Regions from separate parts of the Mus musculus genome. Here region 2 is linked to region 1. A link is a contact called in public ChIA-PET data. All regions are on one chromosome and are shown on one strand. The core of a region is the stretch at or near the end of the contact, and the rest is flanking DNA. Distances in the headings are between cores, read along the strand shown. Region 1 holds the start of Kat6a (K(lysine) acetyltransferase 6A). Region 2 holds the start of Thsd1 (thrombospondin, type I, domain 1).

What was found. ChIA-PET counts read pairs in DNA pulled down with a chosen protein or histone mark.
Region 2: an RNA polymerase II ChIA-PET map of memory CD8 T cells shows a contact between it and region 1, with 7 read pairs. The contact joins the promoter of Thsd1 here to the promoter of Kat6a in region 1. A contact is called at or near these places in 4 of 39 promoter capture datasets (the HPC-7 cell line, cranial neural crest, liver and 1 more) and 1 of 115 datasets of contacts at active chromatin or transcription factors (memory CD8 T cells).

Annotation. Positions count from the first base shown.
Region 1 is chr8:22,856,192-22,862,008 of GRCm38.p6, forward strand. It overlaps Kat6a (K(lysine) acetyltransferase 6A), which reads left to right and starts at 3,355. Exons shown (of 18, transcript NM_001081149.2): 1 at 3,355-3,441; 2 at 5,326-5,411; 3 at 5,697-5,817. It overlaps Gm46036 (a long non-coding RNA gene), which reads right to left and starts at 4,248. Exons shown (of 3, transcript XR_001778526.2): 1 at 4,063-4,248.
Region 2 is chr8:22,224,006-22,229,822 of GRCm38.p6, forward strand. Thsd1 (thrombospondin, type I, domain 1) reads left to right here and starts at 3,298. Exons shown (of 5, transcript NM_019576.2): 1 at 3,298-3,424.

The DNA.
Region 1 (5,817 bases), core at 2,105-4,604:
ATGCCACGTGGCAGTGCTACTAATCTAAACTTAAGTCATCAAGGACACGGTGTGGCCTGATGGATCCAAGGCAGATGATGGACACATGTGGCTAAAATACCAAAAATTTGCATAATTTAAAATTAGATTGACTATGTTTCCCCTCACATTTATAGTTCTTTGTACTCTATGAGCTATCTCACTTATATTTAAATTCTTGAAAAATGAACTTTGGAAGGAGACACTGTAGTACTATGTCTCCATTTTTAACTAGTAAAATCCAAATATGGTTCAATTAATTTTTAAATCCTGGTTAGCTGTTTTATAGGACATTTTAAATACTTGAAGCATTAGTACTTAAGGTATAAAACACCAAAAATGTAATTAGAGATTGATGCTTTTGGTATAATTTTTGGACAGAAAGGATTGACATAAATCTTTGGGTATCTCTAGCTAGAGTAGATAGAGTTCAGAGTTAATTGAAAAAACACTAGAGGTGGGTTGTTTTTTTTTTTTTTTTGGAACACACATATATATATGTACACAACATACATAATATACAAGGTAAGGTAGAAATATTAAATATCACAATTTTAAGATCTAAGTGCAAACCTTTTCTTTTTAGATAGTCAGTCATCCATTATATTAACTATACCAAACAATTCTTTTTGGAGTGTTATACCTACTTAGAATATTCCTACTAAATTAAATAGTGATTGTGAAAGTTGCTTTAATGGACAAATGTTTAAATCTGTTCATCCAGTTTGGTCTATGAGATAAACAAGTAGCATATCTTGTAAAGCATTTTTAACGTTGACACTAAAATTAGAATCACAGAGTCTTCACTGAAGGATAAAGAAAACCAGGTGGTTTCGTCAACTAAGAAGGAAAAGAGGCACCACATCAAAGCCTCCATTCTGATGAAAAGATCAGGACTGCAGTCAGGTACTCCCAGCTCACTCTCAGGATGGGAAACCCAAGGCTGCCAACGTGCTCACCTCTTCTGGGAGCACATTCAGGAGGACTTGAAGGTGCTGGATGATGCTTGTCTAACTGACTGACACCTGAGTGCCCCCAGTAACTGCACATTGCTTTCACCTTTGGTTTCTTAAATACTCCTGTCATTAGATTTTTAAAATTGTCTGTGATATTTAACATTCTACCTGGTGAATTTCTAAGTGATAAAATAATACTGTTAGTTTCAATCAAGTTATAATAAGGAAATTATGTCCTGGGTCACAGTCACTTAGAATGGACCCAGAATAAACTCTTTTATTCCCTTTAAGATGAGGACTGTAGCTTTTTTGATTGACAGAGGAAATAATCTTCAGCTGTCTGAATTGTCTCAAAGATCAACAAACAACACCCCCCCCCCCCAACTCCAGAGTTACACTAAATTCTGCCATTTCGGACAGCAGGTGGACTTGCAAAACTGATTTTTTTTGCTGCAAAACTTATAAAGATCTCTGAGTATGCCCTTTAGTAATGTATATCTAAAACAAACAAACAAACAAGCAAACAGGTGCGTGCGTGCATGCGTGTGTCCATTCTTGGAGGCCTGTGGATGATACTATGTGTCTTTGCCGTAACATTGTCTACCATATTCCCTTGAGATGGGGAGTCCACTGAGTCTTGATCTTGGTCATCCTCCTGTCTTCAAATTTCTCTTCCACTAGTAATGGAATACAATTTGGGGTTTGTAGAGAAGTGGTTTTGGGTGATCCAATAAACCTCTCCACAACTGCTTGTTATCAACATCAGTATAGGGCACTGCAGGCCCTTTGCGTGAGTTTCCCAGGCTAGTATTAATATGGAATAGTTTCAACAGTCTAGTGTGCATAGTCGTCTGGGCAAGAATTAGGGTGGAGGAGGGCTACTCAGATCTGAAAGCAGGGAATGAGGTTTGGAGACAGGACATGAGGTGAGGTGTAAACTTATTTCTCAGACGCTTACAAATGCTTATTCACTATAAGCGCTGTTTTGAGCCCTTGGCATCATGTTGGTTAGATGCTGGGATGCCAAATGGCACTGTCGAAGAACATTAACCTGGGAATATACTAAAAGCATTACGACTACACCTGAACTGTAAAGTGAATAAAGCACAAAACCAACAAAGTAATATCAAAGTTATGGCAGCGACTAGCAGGTGTTTTTTTCCTTTTTGGTAAAGCTATGATAAAATGAGGTGGCGGGGGGTTAACAGTCTAGGAAGGGGACATAAACCAAGTGCAAGGGTAGCAGCAATACAAGTCTCAAGCTGTTGAGCTTTAACGTCTTTCCAGGGAAGGGGTATGTGTGTGTGGGACTCAATCTCAAGAGTTTCTAGTGGACCAAAGACAAAGAAACAGGTAGCCAGTAGCGGAGAGGCTTGCCCTAGCCAAGAGTCTCTGCGGTTCAGCCATCAAACTGCACAGGGTAGGAAAAGAAGAGAAAGACCCAGGTTCCACAAGCAACCGTGCCATAATAGCTGTGTGACCTTGTCCAAGTCCTAGAAACCGAGCTCGGTGGGTGGTGTTTCTTATAAACATGTTTCCAAGGTTTAGTGACTTGCGGGCAGGGGGGTCAGTCAAGTGCCCTAGGTGGGCATCTTGTTGGCTGACAAGGAGTGTCCAACTTCGTGCCCTCTCCCCTTTCTAGCCAGACTATTCTTTGAACCACGGGGGGATGAGCAGCTGGAGTGCAGAGTGAGCAGAAAGGCGAAGGCAAAAGAAGGAACTCCTGCCACCCGCGTTCCCCCGCCCAGCCACGGAGCTCCCGAAGCCACTGTGTGTGTGTGTGTGTGTGTGTGTCCCCGACCCTGCAAGGCAGCCGCGGGTGCACGCCCCCGGGCGCTAACAAGGGCCTGGGAACCCGGGCGGACGCCGCGCGCCGGGAGCTCCGAGCTTCCTAGCTCCGAGGTTTCGGCGTCGCGCCGAAGCCGCCCCACCCAAGCGCCCGCCCGCCCGCCCGCCCGCCCGCCCGCCCGCTCCAAGTTTCCCGGGCTGTATAATCCGGGTGCACCTTCCGCCTGTGGCCTCGCCATTCTGCCCGATCGCTGCGCGTGAGAAAGGAGGAGGGGACGCCCCCAGCTGTTGGCCTCCAGCCCGGCCAACTCCCGCTTCCACCCGGGCTTCGGCCTTTTGTACCCGCCCCACGTGACCCGCCCAGCGGCTCCCTCCACCCCGCCCCCCGTGGCCCCGCCCTCCGGCCCTTCCCGGCGACGAGCCGGCTCTTCCAGCTACCGGCCGCCCCCCTCCCGCGCTCCTCCGCTCCCTCCCTCCCGCCCGCCCGCGCAGGCTGTTCCCGCTCCCTCCCCAGGCAGCCGTTCCCTCGCGACGCTCCCCTCCCCCCGCGGCTGTTCCGCCGCTTGGCCTCCCCTCCCCCCAGTCGGAGCTCACTGTCTCCAAGATGGCGGCCGTGTCAGTTTGGGGCATCTCCGCGGTCCGGCCCGGGCCCCCGGGATCCCGGCTGTCTTCCCCCCAGGTAAGGAGCCGAGGGGCCGCCCCCGGTCGCTCCCAGCTGCCGAGCCCGAGGCTAGGCCGCCCCGGAGTCTGCTTCGGCGCCTCGCGGGGACGGCGGGCCGCTTGCAGGCCCCGCCGCGGCCTGCGCCGCCTCCCCGCTGCTCTGCGCCAGGCCTCGGGCTGGGCGCCGCGGCCGCCCCCTCGCGTCCGACTCCGCGGCCCGGCCCGCGCCCGCCCTCCGGGCTCGCGCCGACGGGCCCGCCGCCGCCGCCGCCCTAGCTCCGCCGGCGGCCCACTCCGGGAGCCGGGGCTCCCTGGCGCCGAGCAGCCAGGCCGCGGAGCCTGGGGCTGCTGTGCGGGCTCGCCCGCTCTCCCTCGGGGGCGCGCCCGCCGTCCGTCCGCCCGCCCGCCCGCCGCTCCCGCCGCTCCCGGCGCCGGGCGGGCGCGCACTCCGGGCTGTGCGGAGTGCGCGGAGATCCGAGCGGGGTTGAGCGGTGCAGGGTGACAGCCTGGTGGGTGCAGTGGTCTGGAGCAGGCAGCACGTGTGGTGTTGTGTCTGTCGGACTGTCAGCCCCTAGCCGGGACGGGTGGCGGCGGGCTTGCCTGTCAAGAGCTCCGCGACTTTGGGCCGGACCTGCCCTACCTGTCAGGCTCCGTCACAGCCGGTGTCCCCCTTGCTGCTCTTCTGAGCCGACCCCTTGGAGCGAAGAGCTCGGAGGAGCTGGGGCTAGAGCTTACTATGCTCCTAACTCCACGTGATTTCATTGTTAACTTACTCTCCGGGCTGTGTTTCCATAGAATGGGACCGGCGAAGCGGTCCGCTGGCAAACTGCGGGGCTCTGCCGCTTCAAGTTTTTTTTAAAGTTCCTTGGGCTTTAAATCGAGGGCGCGCGCAGATGTGTTTTGGGTTGGGAGAGAGAGCGGGAAGGGCTTTGCGAGCCCGGCTGGTCTTTCTTTCTAGCTCGCGAGTGTACTTTCTGAGAGTTAGGGTTCAGATCTTCAGAGCGTTGGTTTGTGCAGACTCGCAGATTGGGGAAACTTCCGGCCGGAAAGACAATGTGTGACTGTCATTCATTCTTTTTCACCTGAAAACTCAGCCACATAGGGTGTTCCCACCTTCTTAGGTCTTAGTCCTGGTTACTTTAAAGTTAGTGTCTATATCAGAAACATCCCTTGGGTAATAATTCTGATGTTTGTCCTCGTAAAACCTCCACTAATATGAAGCACCCCTCCTGGGGAGGGGGGTACTTCTTTTAGTTAGCTAATTTTGAAATACATTTTGGCCCCGGGTGCTAATGCTTTTTTTCTTACTAGTACTATTTCATTCCTCATGTATTAGTCTCCCGTTTGCCTGCACACTGTTGGGAATAGTTGCTGAAGGGGTGCCCCCGCCCCTTTTTTGCTGTGTTTATATTGTACACGTGCTCCAAAACATGAGAAGTTCAAAGTTACACTTAGTTTTGGAGGAACAAGTTCAGAGGTAGTAGTATATTTGTTTTTGTTTTATTGACTAATGTACATTCTGAGATAGCAATCTCAAATTTACATTTTTATCAGATCATAGGCAGTTACTTGTTTTCTGTATTGTACGATTTTACATGTATCTGCATTTGATCCAAATGATTCTAGGCCTTTCTTATTTCTAGTTTATCTGTAGATTATGTTTGACAGTTGTCATTTCCTTCAGTGTATGGGTATTGGTGAAAGTTTGAATGAAATTCCTTACACACTTTGACACTAAGCTGTTTTCGTTTGCATTACTCTCCGTATTGTGGTGTGTGAAGCAGGTTTATTTTCTTTCGTGTAGGAACTGATCAGATTGCTGTTAGTGGTTTCTGCAGAGCTTACTGTCTGTTTCCTATCCACTGGAATTTTGAAAGCTGATCCACTTTTGCTTTTGTTGCAGGATTCTTCCTACTAATCCAGATACTTGTTGAAGTGCTGAATAGTTTCTTGGGGACAATGTGGAGGACGAGTTGACCCCCTAGACTGGTGAGCACAGATTGCGGAGGACTAACTAGCACTCCTCCGGTTAGTTACGGCTGAGGTCGTTTGTAGACATCTTTAGTTCCTCATTTTACTTTAACTACTCAGCTTCTTCTCCTTCTGTTTTTATTCCCGTGGTTTCCAGTTGACTGTATTGATAGTGCTGTATTTAAGCTCTTGAGAGTGTTGTTAAACACACTGCTTTAAGACGCGACTAGGAGGTTTCATTTGATAACTTATTCACAGAGCAGGCCTTGATAGAAAACTGACATTATTTTAATTTCTTCTCAGGCTTAAGATACTCACTTTCTGCTTGAAGCCGGGAATGAGATGTGTGGAACCCAGGAGTGTGTGTGGAGTAGACACCAATGCGTTGTGATAGTGAGGATTTTGAAGATACGACAGAAAAACC
Region 2 (5,817 bases), core at 2,048-4,547, 630 kb before region 1:
GTGAAGCTAGGATCAGCTGGCTCTGTGACCACTGCCACCATCACAACCCAGAACCTCAGAACGTTTATTAGCACAGTAGGAGGAGTTAGCTACTCTTAGTCTCTAGTCTCATCTCTTAGACATCTGGAGGAGGAAGCTGCAGTGGCTGGTCTTTGCACACACTGATCAGTTACTCATAAGTACTCGTATTCAGGCTCCCGAGGAGAGCTTTGCCATTCCTCTGGAGCCTGACCCATATGGGTAACAGCTTTGCCAAATTATGACAAGACAGTTGGCTTTGGAGTTGTTGACAGGCTGTGCCCATCCGAACACACATTCACTCACAACCTCCAGTCCCTACAGCCAATCATGTGACACCTGCTTTGACTCCTCACTGTCCAACATCACCGAATGCACTCAGGACACTTCTAATTGTTAAAATTCACTAGGTGACTTTCGGGTCAACAGGTCCGTCCTTCCAGGAGGCTTCTCAACCAGCTCAGCCTGTCTGAGATCTGCCTTGCCTTGCTCAAATTCTAAGGCATGAGCCGTACCCACAACATAAGAGGAAAAGTCAGATTGCTCACACGTAAGATCCTGATTTCACAAGCTGTTATTATCAGGTGAAAATTGGGTCATCTATGTTCTCCCTTGTGTCCTGATGTGAAATCGTTATGATTTCCAGATCATTGCTTATTAAAGTAAAGAACATTTGTATACAGGTGGTTATTAAGAGTATACATTTTATAGTTGCACAGGTCACTAGAATATTCGCTGACTCACAAAGAGTTCAGTGAGTAGGGGAACTTGGCCCTGCACATGCTAGGTTAAGTGCGCTTCCACTGAGCTATCTTCCTAGCCAGCATTCAGTGTATGGTGAAAGCCAGTTTGAGTTCAGTCCTGAGGTCCTACCACTGTCCTTCCTCTGATGTTACCTTTATTTCAGAAAAGATTTATATCATGTTTGTCTCATAAAGACAGTAATACAGGGTCTTTGTTGGTGTTTCTATTGCCATGACCAAAAGCAGTGTGGGAAGAAAAGGGCTTATTTCAGTACAGTCCATCACTGAGGTAAATCATAGCAGGAATCTGGAGGCAGGAGCTGATGCAAAGCCACGGAGGGTGCTGCTTACTGGCTTGCTCAGTCTGCTGTTTCATAGTACCCAGACCCATCAGCCTAGGGATAGCCCCACCCACAATGGGCCCATCAATCACTAATTAAGGAAATGAGCTATATAGGCTTGCCTATAGTGTGATTTTTATGGAAGCATTTTTTTTTAATTGAGGTTTCAGATGACTCTAGCTTGTGTTAAGATGACATAAAACTAGCCAGGATAGTCAGTTTCTCATGAACTATAATTTAAAATGATGAGACATTTCAATAAGGCTGATACATTTTTTAAAGGATTTTTTATTACATTTTGTTTTTTTAACATTTCAAATGTTATCCCCTTTCCTGGTTTCCCCTCTGAAAACCCCCACCCCTTTCCCCCTCTCCCTGCTCACCAACCCACCCAATCCCGCTTCCTGGCCCTGGCATTCCCCTACACTGGGGTATAGAACCTTCACAGGACCAAAGGCCTCTCCTCCCATTGATAACCGACTAGACCATCCTCTGCTACATATGCGGCTAGAGCCATGAGTCCCAACCATGTGTTTTCTTTGGTTGGTGGTTTAGTCCCAGAGAACTCTGGAGGGTACTGGTTAGTTCATATTGTTCTTCCTATAGGGTTGCAGACCCCTTCCGCTCCTTGGGTACTTTCTCTAGCTCCTTCATTGGGGACCCCGTGCTCCGTCCAATGGATGGTTGTGAGCATCCACCTCTGTATTTGTCAGGCACTGCAGAGCCTCTCAGGAGACAAGGCTGCTATTTTTAAAATGCATGTAAGATTTAAGTCTCACAACCAAAAAGTGACCTTTTTTTGGTGAGAGTGTCCTTGGGAAGGTTAATACAGAGCAAGGTGCCTTTTGTGTTTCACTGACTCCCCACAAAACTTTAACTGCTATATTCCTTTTATTGCAGAGGAAAGCTGGGATTGGGCAACTCAGGGCTACCTGGAATCACCAAGTGCGACCATAAGACTTTACCCGCTGAACTCTACACAGGCGCTTCCATTGAGATTTTTTTAAATTGCATTTTGTTTTTTGTTTTCAAAACCAATAGTCCCAGGAACTATCTGATGTTCATATGGCAGGCACGAATTTGAAAGGGATCCTACCTTGAGCTGATGAATGACAGAGCAGATCGTATTGACGGCAGTGAGAACTTCCTTGGTCACTTGGTTGATTACTCCCTAGAAAAACTTGACCTTTGATGGCATCTAAGTGACTGCGCTGTCTTTTAAGATCAACTTTCTGCAACTGGCATAATCTCCAAACTTGAGGCGAAATTTACAAGCCAACCATTGGCTCCCCCTCACCAACTTGCTAAGCAAGAGCTCCGCTGCTGCTCTGTATGTAGTGCCTCGCCCACAGTCTGCCTCCAGGAACAGGCTCTCGTTTGTACAGTCCAGGCTGACCAGGTATGTGAAATCCTGTTTCCCCAGTTCCTGAGATTACAGGCACATGCCCCACATCCAGTCTCATGGGTCTGACACATGCACAGTAAATCCACACAACTCGGTCCTAACATGCTTCACTCCTCGAGAGTTTCCTGGTACCTCTTGCTGGGTGCTGGCCATCTAGAGGCTATGCTGATTTCTATTACTAAATTTGTCTGTTAAGTGGTTGTTACACGCAAAAGAAAGCTCACTGCACAGCGCTGGATGGCAAGTGCAGCTGTTAAACCACGTGAAACGTAGCCTCCGGTTCTTTCAGAAAGAAAATACTTGTAGAATAGACTTTTTTAAATGTTTATTTTTAAAATGTTTAATTAACCAAGTTTTGCTCCAGAGGAAGAGAAAGGAAAATGCGCTTTATCTGAAGTATATTCCTTTCAAACTCCAGTGACATTTGGGGGAGCAAGTTTAGAAATTACCCATACCACTTTTTGGCTCTTCTTGTGATCACCCTCCAAAAGAAAATGACATGGGGGAGAAGTGAATGGTTTAAGTGCAAGGCTGCTGGCTCTCTCTTAAAGCACTGGGTCTTTGCAGCGGGAAGTGGACTGTGGGTGTAAATACGTGCTGCACTAGCAGCGACCACACCTCCTAGCAGGGCCTCTGGACCCAGAGTTTCCTGCAGGTTTCCTCTCCACAGGGCAAGCTAGGGGCGGGCAGGAAAGGAAGATGCGCTGCCCAGGAGTGGGAGCGGGGCGGACCTCTTGCGCTTGACCCCCGCCCTCTGAGAGCCCGCCTCGGGGCGTGGTCCCGGCAGCCTGGGAGCGTGCCGGAGCTCTGGACCCGGGCGGGCGTGCAGCTGCGGGACGGGAGATGCTCGGTCAGTCACCCTGTGGCCGCTGAGGCTCCCCTCTCACTTCCGCCGTGCCAGACAGACCCGACCCGAGGTAAGGATCCGAAGCTCAGGTGGCCCACCACCAGGGCGGGCACCTGGCGCAGGCGTGGCCGAATGACGGGACTCTCAAAGGCAGGAGTTCAGATTGGAACCTTTGGAAACTCAACGTTGCGACATACGTTTGTGGCTTTCCAAAAGTCTCTTTCTGGGATACTAACAATAAGCAATGACCTCAGTAACAAGTTTTATGCTGACTACCACTGGACTGGGTTTGCACCCGGGAACTTGAAGCACCTCTGGAAAGTGAGTTGGTAGGAGAGCAGGGCTTCACGGGGGACGCACAGCTCACCCCATGGTTGGGATAGAGAAAGCTTGTTCAGAAGCGCAGCTCTGGGATCCAGATTGCCTCCTAACAGACATTATTCCTGGATCTATACACAGAAGCCTTGCTTGTGAAATTACTTTGTTTCTCCTTCTATTCTTTTATTTTCCTCCTTTTATTCTTTAACGATGTCCTGTGGATATAAATTAATTTTCCTTTGTTGTCGGCTATGAATCATTTAGCTGCTTTCTGAAAAGCTTGGCTTTAAGGGGGGGAGGGGGTGATTCTGTTAGCCATTGAGAATATCCACACACACTTTTCTCCACTTTCTCGGCTGGGACTTTTACTGTTTTTCTTAGCTCCAAAGGTTCAAACCCAGGGTCTCTCACATGCTAGGCAAGTCCTCTACCACCCAAGCCCTATACAAAGCATTTCAAACATCTTGAAAATGTTCCCACTTTCCTACTTTCTTAAAATGATTCTCAGCACCAAACATTTTACTCAGCAACTACTCAGGGAATTGGGGACGTGGTGAAAAAAGGTAATAATCAGTAGTGCCCCCTCCCATTTTAGAGGCTTATTATAATCATCATCATAGTGCATGCCCTAATGCTCAGGTAGACTGCGTTCTATAATTCCATCTCTGTCCAGCTCTAAGTACAGATCATCACACAGGTCTGTATTTAACCACCCATCTTCATAAGCAAGAAAATGCAATCACAGAATCAGTGATGAGAAAGAGTTTTAAGAAGAATATTATCTCCGAGAAGCAAGCCATCCAAGAAAGCTGAGTTCACCTTTCCGGAGGCCGCTGCTAGGTGGTGTCCTATTATGTTGTCTAGGCTGGTCTCAGACTCCTAGGCTTAAGCCATCCTCCTGCCTCAGATTTTGGGGGGAGCTACAGATGCTGGGGCCACCATGGGATGCTTCCTCTGAGTCTTTCATCTGAAGTCTTAAAGTCGTGTTCCCCATCCAAATTCAAGGTAATGATTAGATCAAATCCAAGGCGACTTCCACTAAAACAGAATTTCCTTTTTTGATGCGCTGAGGAAAGGAAGGGAGGCCAATCATCTGCATAGTTAAGCTGCAACCCCCACCCCTTCGTTTTCAGGAAGTGCAGAGTTTCCTTTGTTCTCCTAGCTCTTACTGAACAAAAGCTAATAGAGACACACCAGCTTCCTTCCCACTGAGTGGTGGCTTGTTTCAATCTGCCTGCTTAACTCTGTTAATTCTGTCTTCTATCAGAAGGTATGGAGTCTGTGTTTGCAAAGTTATACACGGGTAGAGATGCGCTTCAGTGGTAGAGAGCTTTCGTGGCCCACATGAGGCCACAAAGAAACTGTTATCTATGAATAACAAGGGACAGTAAGCATTAAGAAAGCATATTTTTTGGTTATGCTTAATAGAGCAGTTGGATTACTAGATTCTAGTACAAAGAAACTACCTTTAAGCGACCCAAGGCTTATTCTGTAGTACTCTAGTATTTCTATCCAGGTACAGTATCCCTTCCTACAATTCACCATGAACCTCAGGCCAGTAAGGTCTTCCCTTGCCCACCTACGTGGTCTGGGAAGATTGCTGCATGAATCAACCATCCCCTGATGCATATCAGCACCACTCATTGGAAGGCTGACAGGGGAAGGTAATTTTTATTTGTCTGTTTTCTCCATAGACTACCCAAACAAGAAAAGCAAGGCCAGATAGAGTTCACATAAAGTTGTAATATACTGAGTGTCTATTGTTTTGTTTTGTTTCTCATTTTGTTAAAAATTAAAAACATTTTTTCTTTTATTGAAAATAGATATTTTCCCCTCATACAATGTATCCTGATTACAGTTTCCTCTTCCCTGCTCCTCCCAGTTCCTCCTCCCTACCTCCCCTCCCATCCAGATCTACTACACCCTTTCTGTCTCTCATTAGAAAACAGGCAACTAAGGAATAATAATAAAATAACATGTAAGAAAAACAAATCAACATATAACAAAATAACCAAACAGGAAAAAGAACCAGAGAAAAAGAACAAGAAATGCACAGAGACAAAGAGACACACACATTCACATTCATACTCACAGGGGTCCTAGCAACACTCAAAACCAGAAGAAACACAATATATATGCAAAGGA